Regions from separate parts of the Zea mays genome. Here region 1 is linked to region 2. Evidence: chromatin contacts called from public Hi-C data. All regions are on one chromosome and are shown on one strand. Each heading gives the region's core, a stretch centred on a gene start, on an enhancer-like site or on the middle of the called end of the contact. The rest is flanking DNA. Distances are from core to core; before and after follow the strand shown. Region 1 holds the start of LOC103653395 (amino acid permease 4). Region 2 holds the start of LOC100282752.

Evidence for each region. A called contact is a pair of places that touch in the nucleus more often than the background predicts.
Region 1: a contact with region 2 is called in a Hi-C map of root tip, with 4 times the contacts expected there. The contact joins the promoter of LOC103653395 here to the promoter of LOC100282752 in region 2. A contact is called at or near these places in 8 of 25 Hi-C or Micro-C datasets (bundle sheath, ear, leaf and 2 more).

The regions. Positions count from the first base shown.
Region 1 is chr4:73,989,720-73,992,419 of Zm-B73-REFERENCE-NAM-5.0, forward strand. It overlaps LOC103653395 (amino acid permease 4), which reads left to right and starts at 1,318. Exons shown (of 4, transcript XM_008680311.3): 1 at 1,318-1,833; 2 at 1,962-2,176; 3 at 2,279-2,424; 4 at 2,546-2,700. The coding sequence starts at 1,409.
Region 2 is chr4:73,777,945-73,780,644 of Zm-B73-REFERENCE-NAM-5.0, forward strand. LOC100282752 reads right to left here and starts at 1,271. Exons shown (of 9, transcript NM_001155658.2): 1 at 937-1,271. The coding sequence starts at 1,086.

The DNA.
Region 1 (2,700 bases), core at 68-2,567, 210 kb after region 2:
GTGCCATATACTACTCAACAATTTTTTAAAATAAATATCTACTACTTATTAAAGCCGTAAGGGCAGCCTGTCATTCCGTGTTCTGCCACTGTTCCGTGTTCTCTCATTTCCATTACTTGTTCTGCCTTTCCCATTTCTCCCTCCCTACACAGCTCATTCCCATGTTCTGCCACCATTCCCTGATCTATCATTCCCATTCCTTGTTCTGTCTTTCCCATTCCCACTCCCCGTGAAGCCCATTCCCATTTCATTCTCATTCCCCCGTACAACCCACGTCTAGCTAAAATTAAAAAACACAAATGGCCCCAAAGGGATTTAAACCCGCTACCCCTCAGGCAGATGCGAGCAGTAGCTACTGCTACACTATATATGTGTTTATGTCTATATCTATGACAAGAAAAACATATACTACATCTCTCCCCAAGCCCACCTGCTACCCTTGCACAATGCGTAGTCGTAGATAAGTATCATCGAGATTCTTAAATTATATTTTTGTATGGAGGGAGTAGTGTTTAAAGAAGAGCCTTGCATGCAATTTCTTTTGTTTGAATAATGTTTTCAACTTAAATTCTCTTTTTCATGCGTGTCATTTATTCTCTATAATATTTTTTCTATGGATCTGACTTGTGAGTTATTTTCATAAACCAACGTCAAGGATGAATCTATGTTTTTTACTTGGAAACCCCAAACAAACACCACTAGCAGGAGGCGCTCGCATTGGCGTCGCTCATCGACGACGAAGCTTGGCGACTGCTAATTCGACCTCTAGAAGTAGTCCTATGTGGCCGCATACGCCACTGTGTACTATATCAAGGATCGTGGCCTCATCTCGACGCCAGAAGTGACACAGAGGAGTACCAACAACAATAACCAATTTGTCATCCTCGCCATAGTCAGGGTAGCTTTGTGCCGACCTGCCTTTAATTCTCTTCGCAAACACACACTTACCTTTTTGTTTAAGCAAGCGCGTATGGTGGTGCGTGTCTAATGACTGACGATGTACGAGGGAACTTCTTCCGGCAGGTGTGGGATGTGCTCTCTAATGATGAGACCATATAAATCGTGACATATATCGAAATCTGCATTACATTAATGGTTACAATGTAGTAGTAAATCAGTTAGATTAAAATAACAAAATTTATATATGTCAGAATCATACATGTATTATAAAATCTTTTCTCGTAACAGTATAACATACATTTTATATATAAGTTATCGTGATGTTCCCGTTACAATGCACATACACTCACCTATTATATAAATATAAATAAGCACGACCCCACTTTTGTTGCTCCATAAATACTCCGTACTGTCAAATCTCCAGTCCGTATAAGCTTGGCGTGGCGCTCATAGATACGCACAACGTTAGCGCGGCGCCGCTCCACAGTCGCTCACACCGTCACACGGCATGGAGGTTGCCGGAAACCATGTTCAGAGCTGTCGCACGGAGCTGCCGGAGCCGCAGAAGCCGCTGGTGGACGACGACGGGCGGCCGCTCCGCACGGGCACGCTGTGGACGGCCAGCGCGCACATCATCACGGCGGTGATCGGCTCCGGCGTGCTGTCGCTCGCGTGGGGCGTGGCCCAGCTTGGGTGGGCGGGCGGCCCCGCCGCGATGGTGCTCTTCGCCGCCGTCATCTACTACACGTCCACGCTGCTCGCCGAGTGCTACCGCTGCGGCGACCCCACGTTCGGCCCGCGCAACCGCACCTACATCGACGCCGTCCGCGCCACCCTCGGCGACTCCAAGGAGAGGCTCTGCGGCGCCATCCAGCTCTCCAACCTCTTCGGCATCGGCATCGGCGTCTCCATTGCCGCCTCCGTCAGCATGCAGTAAGTGGTGTGGTGGTGACCACTGACCAACCAAGCCAAATCAAACCGCGCGCGCCTCCGGGCTCTAGGGGCGCCACGCCATAGCAATCAAGTTTACCCATACATCTGTTACATGCATGGACGAGCAGGGCGATCCGGAGGGCCGGCTGCTTCCACTACCGAGGGCACGAGGACCCGTGCCACGCCTCCACCAGCCCATACATCGCCGTCTTCGGCGTCATGCAGATCGTCTTCTCGCAGATCCCCGACCTAGACAAGGTATGGTGGCTGTCCACCGTGGCCGCCATCATGTCCTTCTCCTACTCCACCATCGGCATCTTGCTCGGTGTTGTTCAGATTGTAGGTACGTTATTCGATCGATGGATCCGTGCACGTCCAAATAACAAGAGACAAGATTACATTTATTGACTACTGTCTGACTTCCGCGTGCGTGAATCAATTGCAGAACACGGAGGACCGAGGGGGAGCCTCGCCGGCGTCATCGGTGCTGGCGCCAGGGTCACCATGATGCAGAAGGTGTGGCGCAGCCTGCAGGCTTTTGGGAACATCGCGTTCGCGTACGGTTTCTCTATCATCCTGCTCGAGATACAGGCACGTTACTACCAGCTGTCGTGATCGCCTAATGATTTCTCGGTCGGTCTTCAGGCCTTTCGAATTTGATCTTAGACTGATAATATTACGTACGTGCCGTTGCCGTTCATGCGTCGTCTAGGACACGATAAAGTCCCCGCCGCCGTCGGAGGCTAAGGTGATGAAGAAGGCGACGGCAGTGAGCGTGGCGGTGACCACGGTGATCTACCTGCTGTGCGGCTGCGTCGGGTACGCGGCGTTCGGGGGCGCGGCGCCGGACAACCTGCTCACGGGCTT
Region 2 (2,700 bases), core at 21-2,520:
TGTGGATTTTACAGGGTCCAAAAGATTTATATGCACACCTCATGTGTGTGTGTGTGTGTGTACCACAGTAGGGGGTTTTCCTTATTATTTCCATGTCAAAAAAACATATATGAACACTTTCGCCATAATGTTATTACAACATGGACAAACAAATTGTAATTGCCCTTACAGGCCTATAAAATCCGGTGTTGCCACTAAAACACATCCTTCATTTCTATCTTCCTACGGCGAACTCCAACGGAGTATGTATCAAAACATCTAAACTCATTATAAATATCTAATGACACTTAGCATCTCTAACAGGTAAAGTATACTCGATACCCATTTTAGATGTGATGTGGAAGAGTGCCTATATATATGGACGACCATCTTCTTAGATGTGTATTTGGGTACCCGGTTGAACACGGTAACATTTGGGTCTCGTCTTTCAGCTAACTGTGTAATCCAAACGTGTATTTGAATTCCCGTTTTTGCATATCCTTGTTGGAGTTAGTCTAATACTTAACGCTATATGTGTTACCCAAACGTTGGACAAATAATCTTAGTGGTTGATGTGAAACGCTAACCACCCATGACCCATCCACCCAGCGCTATACTGCTTACTAAAACAAATTTGGAAGGTTAGCCTGCAAGAAAACTTAAATCCCTCGATTCCAAGTCCGCAACACGCGGATCATGCAATGCGCTAATAACACGATGCAATCAGGACAGGGCACGGACATGCGAAATCGCACAGCAGAACAACAAAAACCCCATCAATTCCGCCCAAACCCCGCGCAGATCAGCATAATTCCCACCGGATCTGCGCCAGCTGCACCGAAACAGAAACGAATCGCCAACCCGCGCACATGCGCTCCAGCACACTGCAGTCGTATGCACAACCAGACAAATGACGAGAGGTAACGGAGGTGGGTGGGCGAGGCCGAAATCGTGTACCTCGGCACAGCAGTTGCGAGCGCCGCGAAGCACGATCTTCTCGAGGCCGGAGGAACCCTTGACTAGCTCCGCGAACGGCGACGGCAGCTGCATCGGCGGCGACTGTGAGGCGGCGGCACTGGCTGCAACGGCGGGGGCAGGGCCGGCCATGTCTCGACTCGCCCAGACAACGGCGGAGCTGGGACCCTAACCCTAGTCTTCCACTTCCGGGTCTCGCTCTCCTGCTTTTCGGGGGTTTATTTGGCAGACCTGAAGCGGGGACATAAATGGGAGAGGAAATGGAAAGGGACGACGAGACGGAGAAGAAGGAAGGTGCTGAGGCTGTGTTCTGGAATTCGGCATTCATACCTCAATTTTAAATATAAATGTATTGATTTTTCTATATACATTAATTTTATTATGCATCTATATATAAATATATCTAACTGTATAATAAAATATGTGCATTTATAAAAGCTGAAATACCTTATAATCTATACTGTACTTAAAGCACCAGTTTCAGTTTCAATAGTTTCAACGGTCGTCGCGCGTTATGGAAGAAGGGCGAGTGACACTAGATAAAGTTGTCTAACCAGTAGAACATCAGGCTTAGATATTTTTAATATCGAATATAAATTATATATATGTATATACGTTTTTTGTAAAATAAAAAAAATATAATCGTGTCGGGCCGGACCAGCACTACGGGCTAAGGCTGCAACCCTAACACGGCATAACGTTCTTGGCTCTTGCAAGCATTAGGTCGTTTTTGAGACCACATTGGCGCAATGGACTCCGTGACGTTTGAGGTTGCTGAATTGAATGGATTAACAATGATTTGTCACACTAACAGTAAAATGAAAGATTATTTGTTGGTTTTAAATATTATTATTTGCTACGAAGTAGCATAATTTATATGGAGCGCATCCAGTTTTTATTAATGCCTGACTTTAGCAATCACTCCATATTTTGATCTATCTTTTTATAAGTTTGAGTTCATGCAACTTATTTTAGAATCTTGAGCTCACAAATTTTCTCTTATTTGGTCTCTCTATGGTGGGATTATATTATTTTATAATCTTTGTTCGTTCAGTCAGTCGTTGTGAACTCTTTTCTTATCGCTCACTTCATTGGCTGTGTTGTACCAAGACATATTGGATGGAGTAAATAATATCAGTAGCCAAATCAAAAAAAAAATATTATACGAATGGAGAAGATAATCAATAAAAAATATTGAAATTTTTTTGTAGATAGTTTACATGGGTATTGTTGTAAGTCGTCGCAACGCACGAGCAACCGACTAGTTTAAAATAAAGGGGTAGTATCATTACTACGTTGCTTTCTTTTATTTTCTTTTTTGATTGACGATATATTTTTGTCATAAAAAATTTATAGGTACATGTAAACAAAACCCTTTTATCAAAAAAAGTACTAGAAGGATCTTGATGTCGTCTAAAAGGATAAATAAGCAATTGTAAAATCTTGAACTTGACTTGATTGATTTTAGCAAATCAGATTAATTCCTTGTCCGATAAGTACCTACACTTCACAAACAATTACACCAAATATACAATATAAAGTGCAAGTAAAGTAAATAAGCAATGGATAAGACACATGATTTATTCTATGGTCCAGTCAAGCCTCAAATGTTTGCCTAATCCACATTGTTGAGGTAGCCAACCGGTTAGAAGTCTTTTTCAACTCGCTCCTCCTACTCAAGTTTATCAGATAAACTAAGTCTTCCACTATCTTTTGTTGCTTTACAAAAATCTTGAGGCTTTTTAA